Linked DNA regions of Mus musculus: region 1 is linked to region 2. The links are chromatin contacts, called in public HiChIP or PLAC-seq maps. All regions are on one chromosome and are shown on one strand. The core of a region is the stretch at or near the end of the contact, and the rest is flanking DNA. Distances in the headings are between cores, read along the strand shown. Region 1 overlaps Por (P450 (cytochrome) oxidoreductase). Region 2 has its middle 20 kb from the start of Rhbdd2.

Region 1 (4,447 bases), core at 304-2,803, 71 kb after region 2:
GATAGGATGCGTGCAGGCTGGAGCAGGTGAGGAGGGTCTGAGAGTCTGGAGATTCGCCGGAACATTGGCTATAGCTTGTTATTGCTGTGGATTGCGGAAAACCCAGATTTCAGAGACTCTGACACCATCAGAAACAGTAGGGATAGCTTATGGCTGGAGAAAAGATAATCTTTGTGTGTGTGTGTGTGTGGGGGGGGGTAGGGGTATAAATTCCAATGAAAAGAAAACAAGCCAAGCATGGCCAACTGAGCCAGAGTAAGAGTTTGAGGGTGGCGGGCTCAAGTGTCTGATGTGCGGCCATGGAACCCCAGATAGAGTCCCCAGCACCTGTGACAGAAAGCCAGGCCTGGCCATGCAGCTCTCTGACCCTGATCGCCAAGAGCTCAGAGGACAGCTCCCAGGAATCAGCTCTTTCCTTTCACTGCGTGGGTTCCAGGGATGGAACTTGAGTCACCCATGGGTTCCAGGGATTGAACTTGTGTCACCCATGGGGTTCAGAGATTGAACTTGATTTACTCATGGGGTTCAGGGGCAAGCGCCGTCGTCGCCCACAGAGTTGTCTCACTAGCTTTGGGAGAGGTCACTCTGCTTGCTTACTCACTCGCTCCACTTTTACATATCACACAATTACTTCTACCCTCACAACTGCCCTTCCCAGGTGGCATTTGTTCTTTTCTTTTCTTTCTTTCTTTTTTTTTTTTTTTTGAGACAGGATTTCTCTGTATAGCCCTGGCTGTGCTGGAGCTCACTTTGTAGACCAGGCTGGCCTCGAACTCAAAATCCACCTACCTCTGCCTTCCAAGTGCTGGGATTAAAGGCGTGCACCATCATACCCGGCTAAAATCTAACTTAAAAAAAAAAAATCTAAAGACGAAGCTCCGATCAGTCGATCAGAGCTGGGCGTGGTGGCGCACTCCTTTAATCCCAGGAGGCAGAGGCAGGCGGATTTTGAGTTCGAGGCCAGCCTGGTCTACAAAGTGAGTTCCAGGACAGCCAGGGCTATACAGAGAAACCCTGACTCGAAAATACAAAATAAATAAATAAATAAATAAATAAATAAAAGCAGAAAAAAAGTTAGATTTAAAAAATTCAGTATCTGAAACCCATTTATTGCAATTGATCAATACACATATGCCTCTTTGTGGAGGAGAACTGGGTAAATTCAGATATAATTTGCATTTAATAAAATCCCTCTTCTCGTTTTTTCGTTCAGTGCTAAGGATGAACCCTGGGTTGTGCACCCCCAGTTCTAATTTTAACTATACACATGGATCCCAGGGATTGAACTCAGGTTACCAGGCTTGGCAGCAAGAGCCTTTACCCACTGAGTTGTCCCGACAGCCCCATGAGTCTTGACATCCACAAAATTAGGTAGTCAGTCTCATAGTCAGCAATGTCCCATCACCCCGAAGCGCCCCAGCACCAGCCTTGCAGCTGCCTCTTACATGCCACCCATCTGAGAACGGCATCTTTGCCCAAACCCAGCCTTGGCTCCATGTCAGTTCTTGGCTTCTGTCCACTTCTGACTCACCCATGAAACACGTGTGAAAGAAACTCCAGCCCGTTGTTTCATAGTTTCCTATGATCTGGATTTGGCCGATTGTGCCCCTCTGGGGCTTGTTTAGAAAAGCCGCAAAGACTCTCATTTCCTCAAGTGACCTTTATTTTGGGATCCGCTCTCCTTTAAAATCGCAGCACTGCCTGGAGTCAAGGCTGCAGGCGGCTCTTACGTCCGTCTGTCTTTATCTTGGCGCGTCAGCAGATGGAGGAGCATCTGGGGGTCTTGGTTCTTCCAGTCAGGGACACCCTTTTTATATAGATGGCCTTGCACCTGTGGTCACTAAGCTAGAAACACAGATGTGTTTCTTAAAGAAAAAGGCATGGCTGGAAGGAGTGCTCAACAGTTAAGAGCACTGGCTGCTCTTACAGAGGGCCTGGGTTCCATTCCCAGCACTCACATGGTGGCTCACAGAGGGTACCTGGTTACACACATGGTACACAGACATATGCAAACAAGACACTCATATATATAAATACCTAAATAAATAAATAAATCTAAAAACTGTTTTTCAGAGAGAGAGAGAGATAGAGAGAGAGAAAGAGAAAGAGAAAGCTCTAGGTGTGGTGGCCCCTGCATTTAATCCTAACATTAGGGAGACAGAGGCAGAGAGGCAGAGGCAGAGGCAGGCAGATATATGGAAGTTCAAGGCCAGCCTGGTCTACAGAGAGAGTTCAGGATAGCTAGAGCTATTAGGAAGAGAAACTTGGTCTTGAAAAAAAACATAGAGAAAGAGAGGGGGTGGGGGGAGGGAGGGAGGGAGGGAGGGAGGGGCATGTAAGAGACAGCTGTCGATGTGAAGAGTGGGCAGGGGACACAGTGTCTGACCCAGAAGTGTCTAGAAGAGGCCCCTCTGCAAGCTCTGGTCTGGGACCTCTACTGTCACCAGTTGAGGTCACCTGCATTTTTCTGCTCTCTGAATAAGTGGGTTCTGGCCTTCCTGTTGACACTCCAGATGTGGCCTGCTCACTCCAGATGTGGCCTGCTCAGGATAACTGCAATAGAAGCACTTTAGCCCACTATGTCGACTTCTTTGCTGTCTTGGCTAGGGTTTCTACTGCTGTGATGAAGCACCGTGGCCAACAGGAGCTTGGAGGGAAAGGGCTTATGTAGCTCACAGATCCAAGAAGCCAAGGCAGGAATTCAAACAGAGGAGGAATCTGTAGGTAGGAGCTACAGGTGCCGAGGCCACAGGGGAGTACAAGGGTCAAGGAGCACCACAGCCAGCAGAGTAATGATCTACAAGAGGCAAGAAAAGTAGTTCACAACTAAGTAGCCAGGATTGGTTTGACCTTAGGGAATTGGACCCCAAATAGTTTATTGTAGGCACATCTAAGCACAGCATGATACAGTGACAACCCTCCTGGTGATAATTAACTCAATCTCACTATACAATAAAGCTTAAGACGTAACTACTTCAAAACTCTTTGTAACTTACATGTGACATCTTCCATAAAGATGGAGCCTGTAGGTTTGACTACATGTGATAAAATAGGTTCTGTGGCTTGATGAGCTCACACTCTAGGGAGGATCTGGTGTGGTCTCTGTCACACTGATAGCCCAAAAGGTCACCAGGCCAGCCTTCTGGGTGGATGGCGAGTGCTGCTTACCGGTTTGCTCAGCCTTAGCTCTTATAGAACCCAGGATCACCAGCCCAGGAATGGCCCCACCCACAGTGACTGGGGCCTCCCCTGTCAGTCACTAATTAAGAAAACACGCTACAGGTTTACCTACAGCCAGATCTTATGGAGGCATTTTCTTAATTGGGGTTCCTGCCTCCCAGATGAATGACATTAGCTTGTGTCAGATCAGTAAAATTAGCCAGCACGGTGGCCCTGGTTTTTTTTGTTCCCCTTTCCTTTTGTCGTCTCACTAGCTCAGGCTAGCCTCTGCTATGTACCTGTGTAGAGGATGACATTGAACTCTGATTCTTCCTAGTATAAATGTCCCAGTCATCGCAATGGCAAGTTATGTGGTGCTGGGGGTGGAACCCAGGGCTTCGTGTGGTAGAAAACTACTCGGCCCACTGACTATATCCCCAGCTTTCTTTGTTGTTGTTTTTGTTTGTTTGGGTTGTTTGTTTGTTTGTTTTGGTTTTGTTTTTTGAGACAAAGTTGCTCTGTAGTCTAGACTGAACTCTGTCCTCACGTCTTAGCCTCCAAAGTGCTGGGATCGGAGATGGGCACCACCACCTGGCCCAAATCTTTTTCAAATTTAATTGCTGCCCCCTCCCCTTCCTGGCCACCTCTCCCACAATCCCTCCCCACTTCTCCTCTGAGAGGGTAGAGTCCTCCCATCCCCCATCAAGTCTCTCCAGGAACTAGGATTTGACCTGAGGCCCCTGTCAGCTCTCGCCCTTAGCTGGCTCCTAGCTCCCTTTGAAGTGGCTCCCCTGGGAGCGTAGCCCTGTGGAGCGCTACCTACTGGTTTTCATCATAGCTCCACACAGACAGAAGCCGGCCATCTATCCCAGCGGGGAGCTGCTGTCCCCTTCTGCCACTGTTCTCATGGCCCTTTCTGCCTGTTAACCCTGTGGCCTGGAGACGTTAGTCACCAGACAGCCAGGCTCTACAAGTTCAAAAGCAGCTTCCTGGGTCCCTCCCAGGCAGGGGACCATCCCAGGAGGAATCAGTTCTAACACACAGAAAATTAGATTTGAGTTGCCTCGGCTTTCAGAAGTGCTGCTTCTCCTTGCCTGGGACTGGAGAAAAAAAATGCACCCCCTTGAGGCATCTGGGTTCTCCCTGTGACTCAGAGCTCCCCCCCCCCTTCCTCTCTTCTTGCCCACTCTGGTGGCCTGAAGCTGACTTCAGAGACGCCTGCTCCCAGTGGAGGGCTGGGGGTGGGGTGGGGGGCTAATTGGAACCTTTCAGGCTCTGCTATGGAGCC
Region 2 (4,650 bases), core at 227-2,726:
GCCCTGGCTGTCCTGGAACTCACTCTGTAGACCAGGCTGGCCTCGAACTCAGAAATCCGCCTGCCTCTGCCTCCCAAGTGCTGGGATTAAAGCAACAAACCCTGGCACACATGTGACCAATTTTGACCTTACAAAATGCATAGGGAAGGCTGGAGATGTGGCTCAGTGTAGAGTGTGGCCTAGCATGCATGAAGCCCTGGGTCCCATCCTATGTAATTTAAAAATGAAAAGTTTTAAGAAAATAAGCCAAGCAGGCTGAGGAGGCGCATGCCTTTAATCCTAATACTTGGGAGGCAGAGGCAGGTAGATCTCTGAGTTCAAGGCCAGCCTGGTCTACAGAGTGAGTTCCAGGACAGCCAGGGCTACACAGGGAAACCCTGTCTAATAAAACAAACAAACACACAAAAATGCCAGATGTATTGGTAAATACCTCTCATCTAAATAAGAACATGTACATACATAAAATAAAAATACAAGAGAAACTCAGTGCAGATTATTGAAAAGACTATAAGGGATACAGGGCAGTAAGTGTAAGTCAGTCTAGTCAAAGAAGGCCTCCCTAAAGAGGTGACCCTATCTGCTGAGATCTGGAGGAATCCAAGGACCAGCCATGAAAGAGGCAGGACATGGAGAAGAGGCCTGCAGGGGACAGAATGACCAGGGTTACAAGCCAGGTGGGGTCAGGCAGGGTAGGGTCAAATTCATGAAGTGGCCAGGAGACTGGCAGGAAGGTACCCAGCAGGTGCACAATAAGTGCTTGTTGTCCTGGCAACTTATTGGGACAGCCTGAACTTGGGAAATCATGCACTTGCTTAGGGCTAGGTTTCTTCAGCCCCAGGGGCTCTCCACACTGCCCATGAGGGACATTAAGTCAAGGACCACAGTTCTTGGAAGCGGGAGACTGGTACAGATGGCACTTGGTCTTTCACACTCAACCTTCCCCCTCCCCCACCCTCTCATTCATTCTTTCCCATACACTTGACACACTCATTCACCCCTCCAGCATCTCATCAGTTCATCCCCCCACCTTTGAGATACTCAGACACCCAATGTTTCACTCACCTTTGCTCTCATTCATGCTCTCTTTGGTTCTCTCATCTGGTAGATACACACACACACACACACCATTGCAGCCTGTGAAACCCCAGCTGACCAAGGGGTCTAGTTCCAGAACAGCCTGGCAAAAGCACCAGGAGGCCTAACGCTGGAAGAAATCTCTTCCCAAACCATGTGGAGCACAGCAGAGGGAGCTGCCAGCTAGACTACCAAGGGTGGTACGCCCTGGGCCCTGGCTTGGGCTCCCTCTAGGCCTTTCCTAAATGGAACGAGGAGAAGGCAGAATGGAGGACGCGTGCTAGAGTGGATATCCTCAGCCAGGCTTGACCTGAGATGGCTCCAGGAAGACTACACAGGGCCAGCACAGAGTGGTGGACAGGTAGAGCCCAGGGTGGGAGCCCTTGAAGGCCAACCCAAGGCTTTAGGCTGGATCCTTTAGGTGTCAGAGAGCCTTGAGAGATTTCTTCACTTGTCCTGGTGAGCCCCCTATGGGAGCCAGGGAGTCTGATCCCAGCCTCCCCCCACCATGGCCGTCTAAACCTTTGGGTCACACACTGCAGGTAGACCTAGGTCTTCACACACAGAAATGTCTGCAAAGGGAGTGAGCCAGGTCTTCTGAGGTAAGCCTGCCACGTGACAGGCCACTCCTCTGGCCTGGTGAATGACCAGAGGCATTCCTGTGGCTAGCAAGGCTCATGGGCCTCATGTTTGTTCTTCTTTGTGCCCACCCCACCCCCAGGGGTGACCCATCAGCTCCCTCCCCAAAGGACCAGGTGCATGTACAAGGTGGTCTTCTAGGAGAGGCCTGGAAGGCTGGACTTCAGGGGCTGTATACCCGCAACCCCTCAAGCTCACTCCCAGCTTCCCAACATTCTTGCCAAGAAAGACAGCATCTCTTGACTCAGGTGGCAGGGACATCCAAGCCTATGCCCTGTCCTCCCTGGAGGGGAAGGCAGACAGTCTCCCACAGCGGGCATGAAACCTGCCCATGTGTGCTCCTCCCCTCCTGACCCGGTAGCCGAGATGGAAGGAGGGAGAAGGGAAGGCTTTGGACCTTTCCGGGGGAGACTTGAGGAGAGGGAACAAGGACTTAGTACGTGACCCCAGTCAACCTTTCCAGAAATCCCAGGAATGCAAAGAAAAGAGTGTGGGTATAAACTGTGCCATGCCAAGTGTGTTCACTGAGGGAACGGGTGGGACAGTCAACCATACAATATGCATGACAAATACTCCTGTCCTCTTTGGGTTAGAACCCAGGCCTCACACGTTTGCTGATTTGTTTGTTTCTTGTTCTCTGTTCTCTCTCTCTCTCTCTCTCTCTCTCTCTCTCTCTCTCTCTCTCTCTCTCTCTCTCTCTCTCTGTCTCTCTCTCTCTCTCACTCTCTCTGTGGGGGAGGGGGCTTAAACTCCTCAAGATCCCCTGCCTCTGCCTCCTGAGTACGGTGCCCACCTCAGCCTGGCCTCACTTTTAATTTTCAACAGGGTCTCACTGAATTGTGCTAGGATGTCCTTCATCTCACTGTACTATGTAAGCTGAACTTAAACTTGTGACTCTTGGGGCCAGAGACATGGCCAGGCAGTTAAGACCATCTTCTGGCACACAGATGTACATGCAGATAGAACACTCATATACATAAATAATTTTAAGATTTATTTATTTAATGTATGTGAGTACACTGCACCAGAAGAGGGCATTGGATCCAATTAGAAATGGGTGTGAGCCACCATGTGGTTGCTGGGAACTGAACTCATGTCCTCTGGAAGAGCAGTCAGTGCTCTTAACTGCTGAGCCATTTCTCCAGCCCCATCTTTTTTTGTTTGGTTGTTTTTTTTTTTTTTTTTTTTAGAGAAATTTGTGATTCTCTTGACTCAGCCTTCCAAGTATCTGGGATGACAGGTGTGAGTGTACGTGTACACACACACACACACACACACACACACACACACACACTGTAATTCATCTCTGCAGTAGGGTGCCTCCCAGGACAGGTTTAGTCAGGGTCACACATGCTCTGTAAAGGCCACAGGAGCCTCTGGTGGGGTCCCAAGGGAGGAGAGTCTGTTGTCAGCCCTCCTCCCTCTCACAGGGGAAACCAGCATGGCTTTAACCCTGGTCCTGCCTGGATATCTACCCAGTATGGTCCATCAGATTGGGTCCTGGTTGTTGGGGACAAACCTGTTTCCCAGCAGTTGGAGTCATAATAAAAGCCCAGGTTCTTGGCCCTGCCCTCCCCAAGAGGTCTGCACCTGGGATAGGCTCAGGTTTCCTGAGAACCAGGGACTTGAGAGTCAGGTTGCAATGTCCCCATGGGAGAATGTGGCCTGGAGCTCAAGTGGCACCTCACCCTGGGAAGCTCTGGGCTCTGGGCTTGAATAACAGCTCAACCTTTCCAGACCCAGGCATTACCCATCCCCTCCCCACCCACCAGCCCCAGAAAAGGGCATCTAAGGCTGGGCTGCAGCTCAGTGGGAGTCTGACTGGCTAGCACTCCTGAGAACGTACACTCGATGTCCACTCCTGGCAAGAGGAAAGGGGAGGCCTTTGTTCGTTTATTTGTTTTATATTTTTCAACTCCTTTTATTTATGGGGGTGCATGCCACAGGTTGCAATGTGGAGGTCCAAGGGCAACTCCTGAGAGTTGATTCTCTCCTTCCTCCATGTGGTTCCTAGGAATCAAACTCCTTCTTGCCAGGCTTGGCAGCAAGCTCCTTTACCCACTAAGCCATCTCACCAGCCCTTGAGGATACAAGTTTAGACAAGGTCCGAAAATCTGGTTTCATTTTACTCATAGAGGGAGGCTCTGCAGGGATCCCTGGGCTAGTGTCCTGGACCTGAAAGGTAGAGAGGCACTTGTCTGTAGAGATGGCCCCAATGAGGCTCAGGGATGGAAGGAACTTGGTCCATCAAGGCAGGATCAGTACATTTTTAGTGCAAGGTTTCTGTAGGTGGTCCAGGCTGGCTAGGACTCTCAGTAGGAGAAAACACACACACACACACACACACACACACACACACACACACTTTGTAATCCCTGCATTGACCCTTGACTCTTTCACCTTTGCCCTTTCCACCCTGGGTCTAGGTAAACTAAAAATTTCAGAAAAAGAAAGAAGCAGATGGGGGTGAGGAAGAAGGAAGAGTAGGACGAAGATGTAGGGGGAGGATTGATAAAGATTCTACAAGGTAAGGTGCCTTCAAGACATAATCAATGTTACAGACCAGGGCTGGAGAATCTGCCCAGTGATTCAGTGGATCAGAGTTCAGTTCCCAGCTCCCACGTTGGGTGATACACAGCTGCCTGTAACTCCAGCCCAGCGGGATTGGATGCCTTCTTCTGGCCTGGGCACTGTACTCATGTGCACAAACACAAAATGTGTGTACACATACACACACTTTAAAAAAAAGTAAATCTAAAATAATGTTGCAAACTGGAGCCAAATAAATCTCAGACTGTTCTTAGTCCCTCTGAAAGCCATTCATATTCACATTTGTGTCTGACCTAATGTCCTTGCAACTCTTTAGTCCCATGTGTCCTTAGCACACCACTAGTTCTCACCAATCTAAAAGCTAAGAATGCCATCAGATTGTACCTG

Evidence for each region. HiChIP or PLAC-seq counts read pairs in DNA pulled down with a chosen protein or histone mark.
Region 1: a contact with region 2 is called in an HNF4G HiChIP or PLAC-seq map of pancreatic cancer cells. The contact joins two enhancer-like sites. A contact is called at or near these places in 2 of 39 promoter capture datasets (the C10 cell line and liver), 2 of 15 datasets of contacts at CTCF or cohesin (the G1E-ER4 cell line and the NIH/3T3 cell line), 7 of 484 Hi-C or Micro-C datasets (ECoMG-derived neutrophils, the G1E-ER4 cell line, the N1E-115 cell line and 2 more), 8 of 115 datasets of contacts at active chromatin or transcription factors (the HPC-7 cell line, the NIH/3T3 cell line, acute myeloid leukemia and 3 more) and 3 of 9 other capture datasets (adipose tissue, liver and pancreatic islet).

The regions. Positions count from the first base shown.
Region 1 is chr5:135,720,793-135,725,239 of GRCm38.p6, forward strand. The region is part of intron 2 of Por (P450 (cytochrome) oxidoreductase); the gene reads left to right. Among named protein-coding and RNA genes, the nearest start is that of Mir7034, 13 kb to the right of the region's middle. Within about 2 kb of position 1,554, at least 72 of the 459 cell types and tissues checked have an H3K27ac peak or open chromatin away from gene starts, as enhancers often do. A contact at or near this core is called in pancreatic cancer cells, where this site is marked.
Region 2 is chr5:135,650,030-135,654,679 of GRCm38.p6, forward strand. No RefSeq gene overlaps it. Among named protein-coding and RNA genes, the nearest start is that of Rhbdd2, 20 kb to the left of the region's middle. Within about 2 kb of position 1,477, at least 18 of the 459 cell types and tissues checked have an H3K27ac peak or open chromatin away from gene starts, as enhancers often do. A contact at or near this core is called in pancreatic cancer cells, where this site is marked.